3 separate regions of the Zea mays genome follow, and all the other regions are linked to region 1. A link is a contact called in public Hi-C data. All regions are on one chromosome and are shown on one strand. The core of a region is the stretch at or near the end of the contact, and the rest is flanking DNA. Distances in the headings are between cores, read along the strand shown. Region 1 holds the start of LOC100273069. Region 2 holds the start of LOC100282937 (TRAF type zinc finger domain containing 1). Region 3 holds the start of LOC100283257.

Region 1 (4,440 bases), core at 771-3,270:
TATATAATCATCAACATCCAGCACTGAGTTTCTTTGTTTTTGTTGTTGAGCCATGTGCAGGTCCTCCTCGGATTCCTGACCATTTTGAAGCTCCACCAGCCCCAATGCACTATGGGCGACCATCAGATCCTCCGCCAAGGCCTTGTGCAGGCTGGTCTAGGCCGCCTAGGATATCTGATAACTATTCTCCCTCGAGACATTCTGTGGAGCCTCCAGTTTCACATACAGCTGGAGGTATGTAACATGTTATGTCGATATATATGCTTTTTAATGGAAGTTGCTTTCATTTTTTTGAGGACTTGTTAGTTTTTGGGAAGGTCTTGTAAGGAATTGCTATTTTCCAAAATATTGAGGACTTTTGGTTTGTCCCAAGTCAAACTATACAAGTCTATAAAAAAACAGTAATATTTATGATATCAATTCAGCATTACTAGATCCATTAACCATTATGTTATATATTTCACAGCTTACTTTGATCTTGTAGATGTTAATACTCTTCTCTATAAGCTCGGTCGAACTTAAGATAGTTTGATTGATTACAAATAAAAAAAATCCTTATGTTTTGGGATGAAGTATAGTTTTGTTACAAATCTAGAGGATTCTGAGGCTTAATTCATGAGCTTCAGCTTATAGTCAGGCGGGAACGACGTGGAAAAAGAGTGCCGTAGTTTTGTTGACTAGGATTGGAATCCTGTTCTCCATTTTATGTTTACTTTGGAAAAGTAGCCTTTTGTCAGCAGTCCATTCACTGTAATCCCTGTTACTACTTGTTAATTACAAAGATGTATTTATTCCATTTGCTTGGCGTTAGATGTTAATATAACGGCCACTGGGTATTTTATGAAAGGAAGTTTCTCAGACTCTCTTGCTTGGCGAGTAAAAATTGTGGATACTCAAATCTACCTTTCACACTGCAGGTCATGGTGGATGGAGACCTAGATAACCTTTTTCGGTATCGAAGCGGTAGGCCGTTTGTTACATTGGCAGTGTTTTTTTTGTTGAGGTTTATTACAAAGGTGTTGTCTTTTTCTGTTTCATCTGACCACCCCGTTTGTTTCAGGTGCTCTGATGCTTTCCTTGGTCTGTGGGGGCTTAACCTGTGGGAGAGTCTGTCTGGTGTCTCTGCTTCAGGTTGAAGGCACCCACGGAGGTGGAGCACTCCAGGAAAGTGGGAGCTGGTACCTGCCTCCTTGTACAGATGTATCTCATGGATTCTACGGCGGTCGGGCTGCCTGAACTGCTGTTTGTACCCTAGTAGGGGTTTAGACTGCGCGACCACACGCAGAGCTGAGTTGTAGGGGTGTAGGGTGTCTTCTATCAACCGATCGTAGTCTTACATTGTACTGTTTGTTAGTGCAACAGTCCTCGATTCCATTGCTGAATTCCTCCTGGCCTCATCAGACGACAGCCAGCTGCTCTGATGTCTTGCCGAAACTGTTTGAGCACAGCGTACATATATGCCTAAAAAAGAGAAATATAAATCATTTTGCCCGTTGCACCTGCTTATATATAAGAGCATGGTCGAACTAAGGGGTGTTTGGTTTCTAGGTTCGCTCAATTTTATTTTATTTAATATGGAAATTTTAGTTAACCTAGAAATTAGTCTCTAGAAACTAAACATCTTCTAATGATGACTTGTGGTTGATCATTTCTGTTTCTCTAGAATAAAAAAATACAAATCTTATCTGATAATGTATCTGCAATCACAAGTATAGTTCCATTTAGTTTATGACTTGTGTTGGTCGAACAGCACTAAGAAAAAAAAACAAGTGAGTTGCATGCACGACCAAAGAGCCACTGACCTCTCACCAGCAGCAACCAGTACGTAAACAGGGTGGCCATGCATGCCGCTGGTATGAAGCACCTAATTCACCGATGCTCCGCTCACTCCTACTCGTCTGGTTACGGAGGAAGCACCTAATCCAGACCGTGCAGCGGCTGACCCAACTACTTGAAAATAAACAATCCACGTCTTTATATAAACAAGTCGCACGCCGCCAGCGATCTAGGGAGGCTTCACAACGGCGGAGCACGCTAGCAGCTAGGCCACGAGACGATGGCGGCCCCGGCGCCTCACGTCGCGGTGGTCGCCGCCGTCCTGCTCCTCCTCCCGTCCCTCCTCGCCGTCGTCGCGCAGACGCCAAAGGGCGCCAAGGCGTTCTGCATTAGCCAGTTCGCCATCGCCAGCCAGGCCTGCTCCATCCTGCCGCCGAGTCCACCCGACGAGCACCACCACGACGACGAGGATGATGACGATGACGACGACGGCGACGACGAGCATCATGACCGCGACCGTCGCAGCCACCACGCGGCGGCCATGAGCTTCTCGGCACTGATGGCGAGGAATAACGGCAGCCACGGGGTCGTCTCTGGGAACCGCACCGTTGGTCACCACCAGCACCAAAGCAACCGCACCCGCGGCGGGCGCGGTCGAGGCCGTGGGCGTGGCCGCCATGGGCGTCTGCGGGACGACGGCGACAACCACAACGCCGACGATCCTGATCACGACGACGATCATGACGACAACAACGATGACCATGACGACGACGACAACGACCACCATGACACTGACGACCCGGACCACGACGATGACCACGACGACGACGACGACGACAATAACGACGATGATAATGACGACGACGACGACCATGACCACCACGATGAAGAGCTCCGCGCGTACCGTGACTGCTGCCGATGGCTCAAGGAGGTGCAGAAGGACTGCGTCTGCGAGGCGCTGCTGCGGCTGCCCCCCTTCCTCGTCAAGCCGCAGCACACTTACGTGGTCAGGGTCGGCAGGACGTGCAAGATCACCTACCGCTGCGGCGGCGTCTAGCTAGCCCCATGTCGCCGCCCTGCCACCACCGTCTAGACGTCCATGCAGCTGCCGTTCATGGCTGGAGTTTAATTAACTGCCGCGCGCCTGCTTTCTTCACGATTACGTACAAGCATATCTGGTCGTTTTGTTCACGTAGGTAATATATATAATTATTAGGTAGACACGGGGTGTGTTATTCACATATGTGTTGCAGTGCTGGTTGTCCACGCCCAGTAGTTTTGAAGTATAATGTAGCCCTCACAATTTTTTTTCTACATGTCTCCTTGTCCTTGGTACCTATTTACTCTTATTTTTGGTAAATGTTAATACACCCTTATTTTAAACCTGATCAAGTTTATAGTAAAGATTATCAATATTATCATGAATATAATCTTATTAATACGCACAATATGAAGACCCAATAAGAATACAACTTAGCACAGTATAGAGGTAAAATTCTAAGTATAAGACCCTATTCTCACATCTGTTGTCTCTCACATCCCACCCTGCCTACCCAACCTAAGCCAACATGGCGGGGCCTCACCTTGAATAGTTGAATCCCATCACTCTCCCTCCCCTTCCCTCCCCACCACCCATTGGTACATCCTTCCCTTGCTCGTACTTCCACTGCACAAGCATAACTGTACCTTAGCCCGACAAGGTACATCCTTAGCAGGACGAATGGTTCATCTCTATATCCAATCAAATTGAGGTCAGTGGTGGGCATTCCATACCTGGTTTAACTATTACGTCTCTTGTATTTGGCTTCATCCATTGACAACAAAATAGAGGGATCTTTAAATAAGATCCATACTCTAGTTTCTATATCTCCTCTTTATAACTATAGTATGAGTACTCGTTTCCATCATTGTTTGTGGCATTTATATGAATGACACTATTTTGGTTAGTGTTGTTGTCTTGTGCTCTTGTGTAAAATATTTATCCATTTATCTCGTATCCTTCGAATGTCAAGATCAAGAAAGATAGACCCCAAGCCAACCATGCTAGTTGATTATCAATACCTAGGGGTGGTAATGGATCGCGATCCAAATGCTTCTTCACAAAATGGTAGGGCCCTAAATAAATTTTAGTTCAAAAATGAATAGAAATAGAGTCTGATCCTAATCCGATTCGATCTTTAAATCTTATAGTGTAAAATTTAGAGCTCATTGTCACATTTATCAATACCCCATCACCTTTCAGGTGTTGTTGCAATCAACATGCAAAAGTATCAATGTGTTGGCATATAATCTAGGGCTCATACTTCCTGGGGTTCTCAAAATATAATAATTTATTATGTTGCTTGATATTTGGAGCCACTAAAGAAGACTATTGCATACCGTGTAATATGTTTTATCAAATAAAATTTATCATTAGTCTATATCGACTTCTTTCCAAGTGATACTTTTCCCACTAGTCTCCCCTCGTGGCGTGACAACGAAACACCAATTGACTTAAGTTCATCAATATAGTCAACAGAACACAATCATTTCTTTTGTCTTGTAACCCTTAGCAATGCATCCTTAAGGGCTAGAACGTTAACGAACATACTTCTTTATAATTTTCATGCATCTCTTTAATGAGAACACATTATGTAGAAAGATAGGTCCAAGATGTCATTTTCT
Region 2 (4,440 bases), core at 1,046-3,545, 230 kb after region 1:
GCCCCTGGCTGGAAAGTGCAAAAAGCCTTGCTATAACTGAAAAGGAACGCCAGCAGGTATGCTACACATGCATTCTTCTTCCCCCAACATCTGGATCCTAGATATACCAATCCCCCTTTTTCTGCTATTGAGGACTGGACTGAACTTTTTCACCAGTACGAGTGGAACGCCAGAACACAGGTGACGATGTGGTATGACAACACGGAGACCGAGCAGAGTAAACTGCATGACTACGGTAATGGCTAGTACAATGGAACAGTTTCTTTAGTTGTTTAGCTGTATGGTTTCAGCTTTGCGTTACTAATGTTGTTCTCCGTAAACACCAAATCACCAGCCAATAAGTTTTGGAGCGGGCTGCTGAAGAGCTACTACCTTCCAAGGGCGTCAAAGTACTTCGCCTACTTAACGAGGAGCCTGCAAGAGAACCGGAGCTTCCAGCTGGAGGAGTGGAGGAAGGACTGGATCTCGTATTCCAACGAGTGGCAGTCCGGAAAGGAGGTGTACGCCGTGAAGGCCACGGGTGATGCTTTGGCGATTGCCAGGTCACTGTACAGAAAATACTTGAGGCCTTGAGCTAGTGCTAGTCAATGCACGGATGTGACCATTAGAATAAGTGGATTCCACATCTCTCTCCATCAATTTAAGTTTAATTGATACATATAATTTAATATATGGTGTCAGTCAGATATCTTTGAGTTTTAAATCTTGATTAGCACAATTAAATAAAATAGATATTGCTCGTTCCTATTTTTATCTCTGACTCCTCCGGAGTCCGGAGAGCAACTCCAAAAAAGAGACCTATATTTGAGTCCTAAATATTGTTTTTGACCTGATTTGATTTGTTTTAGGACCCTAACATATTATCTGCCAACAATCAGGCCTTAAACATCTATTTATCAATAACCAAACGGGCTAGCACAGAAAAATCAAGCGCCAAACAACGTAAGAGTGAAGTCTTATATGAATTTACTGCAATGTTGGAGACTATTTTCTGGTCCCCTGTATTTTAAGATACGACTCAGTTTGGATCTTTGTTGGAGTTGCTCTGAGAGAGCTAGAGGATTTAGACATAACATATGCAGAGCTGTAGGGGTGATATATGTATGAAGATGATATATATCCAGTGCATGAAAGATTATTGTACATGGTGCATATATTAAATCATCATTATTTATCTTAGATCTAATATCTCTGCTTGATCATTGTAATTTATAAATAACATCTTCCACCACTACACTCTCACCACGTGGAAGGGTGTCTTTAGCAAAATATACCAAACAACTAGATACAACTAGAAACCTTATATCTAGATAGATGATGATGATTAATATATGTATCATGTGCACATATATAACCAGATAACTAGAGACGTTAGATCTAATCAGGGTGCTTCCAAACATGTAGTAGTTAAACAAATACCGCCCTCTTTGGGTAAAGAAAGACCATATATATAATTACGTGGTACTTTCTTTCACCAACCTCTATTTTTATTGTGTGTTGCTCAAATAGTAAAATTATTATAGATTCAATAAAAAAGTCATCAAAAGCAGATAAATTAAGACCTGTTTGAAAGCAACCTAGTTTTTAAGAATTTGGTTTTTATCTCTAATTTTTTTAGAAAATATCTTACGAAAAAATGGGTTTATAGTGTTTGGAATCACCTTAGTTTTCATAAACTGGGTTTAGTTAGGAGAGGCTAGTTTCTTGGTTTTTAATATGTAAACTGAGATGTATATTGGTATGTTTGGAACACCTCAGTTTTCATAAACCAGTTTCTTTAAAACTGGATGCTTTCAAACATGCCCTAAGGCCATCTTCAACATGTCATGTAAATGGGCGTGCAAAGTACTGTTTTGCACTGTAGATTACACTGTTTGTAGAGTGGAGTTTGAAATAGAGAGTGAGGTAGGGAGTGAGGCAAGGAGTCTAATGAAGATAGTCTAATTGAGTGTTTGGTTTGAAGAATCACTCCATTCAATATGTAATGGTACATCATGAGTTTATTTCTCAAATTTAGTTGGATGATCTCAACTAACTAAGTATAAAGAATGAGGTGGTGATGTATCAACTCATTCATTTCGCAAACCAAACAAAAGTGAGGAGTTAGAAAATGATGAACTAATTTATTCCTTAAACTAAATACCCTATAAATACCAAAGGGTTAGTTTGATAATCTCATTTTTTTCAAGGAATTTTTATTTTTCAAAGAAAAATTTAAAAAATTACTTTATTTTTTCTCTTGCGAAAATAAAGTCCCAAACTATAAAAATGCTTGTTTGACACGCGGAAGAAGGGAAGGTGAAAGTCGATGCCAGTAGTAGCTACAGCAGTTAATGCGAAAAACTGAAGCATGCCACGCCTGACCGACCCCCTTCTCGCCTAATGTCCGTGCCCCGACTGCGTCTCCGCCCCGACTCACCCGCAGCCTGTCTCTGCTCGGCGGCGGCCGTCTCGACTGCGGGAGAGGGGAGCGCCCCTTCGCCGATCTGATCGGGAGCTGCAGGCCAAACGGCGAGGCGAGCCCATCAGGAACCACCATGGCAGCGGCAGCCGCCGACTCCGATCCCGCCGCAGCTGTGGCCGACATGTCCACCTGCGCCCATTGGTCCGTTACTGGCTCCGAATTTCTTTCCCTTCTCCCTGTTCCTCACGCTTCCCGGTCCCTTGGTGCACGTGCATCGCCGTGTCGGGTGATGCGCTTGATCTCGTAGGCTTGGATCTGAGCTGGGGAGAACCCCGATGCGGTCGAGGAGGAGGAGAATTTCTATGGTGACGAGAGACGCTGTTTGTTGGGTTCTGATCCGCCGTACCGCGTGATCAGTATGTTGATGACGTTATTGGCGTTGTCGTAGCACCATATTTGGAGTTAGAAAGATATGCGACGTTCTAATCTATGGCCATATTTGAACCTCTAGAGCTACTCACCCAGACAGCCTATGTTGTGCTCGGTTTGAGATATGGAGTGGTTCATCATTTTTCTCACTCAAGAGTTTGTTAGATTCTCCACCAATCCTCCTCCCTCATCCCTCAAGCTAATAATTAGTTAGTACAAGCATGAGAATGGGGTGATTCATTGGATTCGTGAAATGAACTCATGATGCACCGCCTCATCTAGGATGAGTTGATCCTCAAACCAAACACCCCCTAATAGTGACTAAGCCTAGATCTGCTATAATTTTTCATTTCAAGCTAGCGAAACAATTACAGATCAGAATGAATGATGACTTGTGCGATGGTTGGTATATGTATTTCTGCACATATTGCTGAAATAACCTTAGATGGACTAATCAACTGTTGGTTGGAGGAAAAAAAAACCCCGGAGAATCTTTCCTAATCATTGGTACCAAGGCATTGTTATTTGTTTTTATCCAATGTAAAGACAATGTGTGTTTACGTGTTTATTCTTTTTGGGTTCATTTGTTTATTACTTATACAAATGATGAACAAACTGTATCTGTGTAAGAGTCAGGGGCGATTCTAGGGAGGGGCACAGGGGGGCAATGTCCCCCCTAATCTTCTACAAATTCCATAGAAGCTACTAATTTTTTTAGCTAATCACCATATAAATAATGTAAAATACCTCTTAACAGCCCCCTCAATCTAATTTGTCCCTCTCAATCTCAAATGCTGGCTTCGCCCCTGGTAAGAGTAGGTGGTTGCAGAATGCTTGACTTGTATTCAACACAACTGTAGTACAAATACAACATAGAAGGCAGAATCAAGTCCTGGTATTCTGTTGTACAGTTAACCACCGGTGGACCTAGTAGCGATCTTGCTAACGACCATCCAATTATGGATCCTATACTTGGTTGCCTACAGAAAAAAAAACTCGGCTGGGGAAGGAAAAACCGCCTTCCCGATATTATATTAAGAAGAGACCGAAACATGATCCTGGCCAAGAAAATCCCTGAACCCTAGCCCCCATCACTAGCAGGCTGTCACCGTCCACTCTGCAACGGCCCAGCCGGAGGGTGGCGTGCAGGACGTAACTCAAGAGCGGGCAGACACATCGAGGGGATTTTTTTAACCAAGCCATAAATTCACCCTTGAGGGGATCGAACCTAGGACCTGAAGGTGCTACTCAGAAGTCTTAACCATTATGTTAGAGGCCCTTTCGCCTGGTTGCCTACAATAACATGGTTTGTTCTTCGTAGCGTTAATTGTTAGCAACTAAAATGAATCAGTCATGGTAGAGGGTATCAATATCTAAACACAATTAAATCTCTTTATATTCTCATTCTTTTTAGAATAGGATTTTTTCTGGATCAGCACTTTCTCCATTCTACAGTGTGCCCAACTACTGTTGTTAGTCAAGCTTTATGCAGCTTGTTACTTGCTGGTGAACTGTAGTCTGATGAGTTAAAGCAGCCATACTTTATTTGCCAGGTCAGGTGTTAGGTATCGCTTAATTTTCTTTATCTTTTATGTTTATCAGTCAAC
Region 3 (4,440 bases), core at 673-3,172, 140 kb before region 1:
CATCGTCGAGTTATAGGACTAAGGGTATTTCTACCACATGTTGTTAGTTTCCAAATTGATGTATTCTGCCATGCGATCTTTGCATCTTCTAGAAATTAGCGTAAGTAATATCCAATATTATTCTAGCTGCCAGGTAAACGAGACTACTGTTCAGAGTACCTTATCTAAGAAAAAGGACCAAAAGTTCCCTAGCAAGCTAGCAAGTCTGGTAAACAGTTCTCACCTTCTGAAAAACTGGGTATTCAGCTTTAAATCTGGTGCAAGCAAAGTCTTGTATCTGCTGATCAGTACCTGGCTCCTGTCGCAAGAACTGATTGCAAGGGAATGCCAATATCTCGAAGTCTAGCAAGATTGGAAGTAAAATCAGTTTCTGTTAGATCTAGAGAATAAAACCATTTCAATGGAATATCAAGCGCAGACTGAATCAAAGTACACACAGGCATAGTTGCAAAAGACAATGGGATTGTTTGATAGCCATATACTGAATTCACAACAGAGCAAATTTGCTGCAAGTGTAAGTGGGTACAGTACTTGATGCCTTAGACTATCTCAAGTAGCTTACACATCCCCATACCTATATTTAAACTCCACTCTGCGAACAATACAGTCTACAGTGCAAAACAATGTTTTTGGGTAAACTATGGATAGACTACTGCAGACGGCCTTAGTAGCAAGAAAAACATTATCATTCTAGCGTCATTTAAACTCCATACAGTTTTGATTTAATTTCGCCAAACAGTCATACAATTTTTATTTAATTTCACCAAACAGTGCAATGTTGGCTGAGAGCCAGAAAATGTTAGGTGGAAGCTAATTTTAGTTGTCGAAGAAATTTGGGAAAACAATCCTCAAGGAAACAAACCATCTTCTTTGGGAAACAGGGTTCTCACAGGCTCCTTTCAGAACCCTTCGCTGATCCTCAAAAGGTATCTGCAAGTTAGAACTACTATCCAAGCACTCCAGAAAACGGGAGATCATTCAGATTTGATAAGCGAATGCAATGAAATTGTATGCGCACTTCACCAGCTGCCTATCTAATCTAAGCTGCATAAAACACATGCATGTCTGAAAATAGTTGAAGAAATGAGCTACAGGTAAACAAAGCTTTTGGTATGAATGCTGTGTGGCAAGCAATGTAAAATCTCCCTTGGGCAAGACTACTCGCACACTTTTTTCAGGAGAATATTTTTCGTGATTTTTTGCCATTCCACTTCAAACAGAAGACAAGAACCACTGTTCCAACAAGCATCAACGTGCACTACTCCAATTACCCACTTCTACGCACCAACTTCCAGAGAGATTCACATTTCAGGCGCAACAACAGATCAAGAACCACATCAGGCAAAGAACAGACCTTTGTCCCTGTACTTCTGATAAAGCTCCGTCAGCTGCGTGTAATTGGTCTCCGTGAACCCACTGACGGCATCGAGAACATCAAAACTGTCTCAGCATCTCCCGAACCACGAGAATACCAAGAACAAATTCTTCCAACTGTCAGGGAAAGATAGCGTACCATTTGGAGGCGACGTTAACAACAAGGAGGACCTTCCCCTTGTAGGTTTCCAGGCTCACTTCCTTGCCGTTGCAATCCTGCTCCACGAATAAACCCCAAAATTATCTTTTTGCGAAAAAAAATCAGAAAAAGAAACTAAAAATACAAACAGGACCACGCAGGAGCGTGATCTCGGGATGGGGATCGCCGCACCTTGACGGTGAATTCGTGTATGGAGGTCTCCGGCACGGATTCGGCCGCCCCCATCTCGCCTCCGCTTCGCCTCTCCTTCCCTTCCCTACCCGAACGGGGCTCTCTGGAATCCCCGTCTCCTGATTTGATTTTTCTCGTGTTTTTTTTCTTTTTGTTCCAGTAATAATGGGGAGGGAAGAGCGGAGAGAAGCGCGTGGTCGTTTATTCATAGAACGCCGAGCGGTTGAGCAGTGGCACAGGCTGTCAGGTCTGCATCTGGGCCCACGAATAGCATTAATGTGACGGCACAAAACCACAAACCGTGTCGACTCCTCTTCTCTGTTGCGGTGGATATTGCAGCGGGAGATTGAAGTTGCCGTGGAGGAGTAATGAATTTATTAGAGGGTGTTTGGCATACCAGATTTGTTATAAAGTTATAGGTGGAGCAACTCTAGATTGTCTTTATAACCGGTAATAGTGATGGATAAATATTTTTCAAACTTCATGAGTTGACTTTTAGTTGTTTCAGAGCAATAAAAAAAGATTTGTACCTTAGCTCTCAAATTTTAGGGAGTTTAAGAGAGTTTGGCTGACTCTAACTAGTTCTTTATAAAATCTTGCTCTGAGAGCAACACCACTAGTTCCCTAAAGAACTCTCTAAATCTTAAATATAAAAAGTAAACAGAAAAATGCTTCTCCAATGGTTCTCTAAATAGACTTGCTAAATTTACTTAGTTGCTATTAAACTCTATTTACTCTCCAAATTTAGCAACTCGATAGGAACTCCCTTAATACAGTTGGCGTCAATTTATTCACATTAGCGTGATTATTTTTCCCTTTTCCACACACTGAGATAGCCAGGTATAGCACACTTTTTTTCCCACTTTCTAGCATAGTGAGGTAGCTAGGTCAAACACGTGTGACACACGTTTCTCCTTTACCGTCGAACCCAACTTCCTCATAGGTTGCGCCACCGGACCATCACTCCTCCATAGTTAATGTCGACCGGCCTTTTCTCTTCCGTCCTCGACATCCTCTGCTCTCAACCTTATTGTCAGCCAGATATCATGGGAGGCAGGGCTGCCAAAGCTAGATTCAAAATACTTCCTAAATATGAGCAACTATTGGAGACTAAGTTATTTTTTACTTCCAATAGCTATTTAGCAACTTGCTAAACATGATTTTAACAAACTCTTTTTTAAGAACTATTGGAGTTGCTCTGAAGTTATGCGTTATGCCAAACACCCTCTAAAGTCTATAACGAAATCTTATGTAAATTCAAGGTAGAATAGGTTTATAATGATATATTGGAGACTGATATAAAACTTAGACCTCTTGATCATCCTAAGTCCGTAGTTTACTAATCCGAGACTACCTCGATGACGATATGAGTCCTAAAGCCTAATCCGAGGGATTAAAAGGAATGATCTCCTATCCTAGGGAGATGGCGATGTTGGTCCTTTGGATTTTGTGGGCGTAGCCCTATAGAAAAAATTAATTAAATCCTATAAAATCTCAAAGACCTATATATGATAAGGAAATGGTCCCATATTGATAGTTTAAGTAGAGTTAGACTAGTTTATATGTGGTGGTGTTTCTCTCTCACCAAATCATGAATGAGGGGAGAGAGGACGGAGTACTACACCTGCATGCTCTCGCTCGCCATGCCTGGCCTGGCACGAGTGCGCAACGTGAATGGTCCACCGAAATTCGGTCCCTCGCCTTGCGTGGACATGACTACCTTTTTGCTATTTTTATTTTTATTTGTCGATACTTTGTTGTTAAGTTATAGTCTTTATCGGATCACGGTTAGATCGTGACATGAATCCTTATCAGATCACGATCAGTTTTTATCGAATCACGATCAAATCTGACATGGGTCCTTATCAGATCGAAAGACGTGGAGGTGACTCTACAAATTATTATGAACAATCGTCGCCAAAAATATGCTATACACGAGTTAGGTTTTGCCTTTGCTTGTTCTTGCGTCGTCGTCATGGTCTTTTTCACCCCAAGCGCCGACATGCATCTGCAATCGAAAGAACAAGTCTCGAGAACCAATCGCCCCTTTAGATCCTGCACTTGGAGAAGGTGCGAGACTGCTCGCGTCCTTCTCGATGACTGTTGCTGACGTCATCCTTGACGCTTATGAATTGTGCCTAACAACCATCGCGAAAGATATGCTATACATGAGTTAGGTTTTGTCTCTAGTTGTTGTTGCGTTGTTATGGTCTTCATCTCGAGCACCAGCGTGCATCAGCAATTGGGAGAGCAAGTCTCCATAACCCATCGCCCTCGAATCCACTACTAGGAGAGGGTGAATAAGGTTTTTAGGAAGCGTCTTCATATGTTCGCCCGATGACTGCCGCTGACATTGTTCTTGCCACTTTAGCGCATTCATTCAGTATGTTCAAATAGAATGTTGTAATATCATACTTCAGTTAATCTGTTGTTATGGATGTGTTAGGTGTATCGCTTAACAATCTGTTAGAGAATTGCATGCTACTTTCTTTACTGATGTTCATGATTTAAATTTGGAATTTAATATGGAAATGTCTAATTTATTAGAATGGTCATTGTGGTGGTGTCCATCGTTGATGCACCGCCTCTCTGTGGTCCTCCTCTGGTGTTGTCTTGTCGATGAAGGAGGGGCTCCTCGATGCCTGGCCCCATGGGGTGGGCAGGTTCCATGGATGCCATCAGTGACAACCCTTATAATCACTATGAACGCTAGGTAGATCTAGACCCCCGAGTAA

Evidence for each region. A called contact is a pair of places that touch in the nucleus more often than the background predicts.
Region 2: a Hi-C map of ear shows a contact between it and region 1, with 1.8 times the contacts expected there. The contact joins the promoter of LOC100282937 here to the promoter of LOC100273069 in region 1. A contact is called at or near these places in 3 of 25 Hi-C or Micro-C datasets (ear, endosperm and leaf).
Region 3: a contact with region 1 is called in a Hi-C map of ear, with 1.8 times the contacts expected there. The contact joins the promoter of LOC100283257 here to the promoter of LOC100273069 in region 1. A contact is called at or near these places in 3 of 25 Hi-C or Micro-C datasets (ear and leaf).

What each region holds. Positions count from the first base shown.
Region 1 is chr9:134,129,987-134,134,426 of Zm-B73-REFERENCE-NAM-5.0, forward strand. LOC100273069 reads left to right here and starts at 2,021. Exons shown (of 1, transcript NM_001147518.1): 1 at 2,021-3,110. The coding sequence starts at 2,057. The coding sequence ends at 2,833. LOC103639119 (protein HUA2-LIKE 2) reads left to right here. Exons shown (of 14, transcript XM_035962675.1): 12 at 61-234; 13 at 918-963; 14 at 1,061-1,530. The coding sequence ends at 943.
Region 2 is chr9:134,360,776-134,365,215 of Zm-B73-REFERENCE-NAM-5.0, forward strand. It overlaps LOC100282937 (TRAF type zinc finger domain containing 1), which reads left to right and starts at 2,296. Exons shown (of 5, transcript NM_001397647.1): 1 at 2,296-2,605; 2 at 4,436-4,440. The coding sequence starts at 2,538. It overlaps LOC103639124 (alpha-N-acetylglucosaminidase), which reads left to right. Exons shown (of 19, transcript NM_001328056.1): 17 at 1-56; 18 at 157-235; 19 at 335-747. The coding sequence ends at 573.
Region 3 is chr9:133,994,228-133,998,667 of Zm-B73-REFERENCE-NAM-5.0, forward strand. LOC100283257 reads right to left here and starts at 1,923. Exons shown (of 6, transcript NM_001156159.2): 1 at 1,706-1,923; 2 at 1,514-1,590; 3 at 1,355-1,416; 4 at 224-342. The coding sequence starts at 1,759.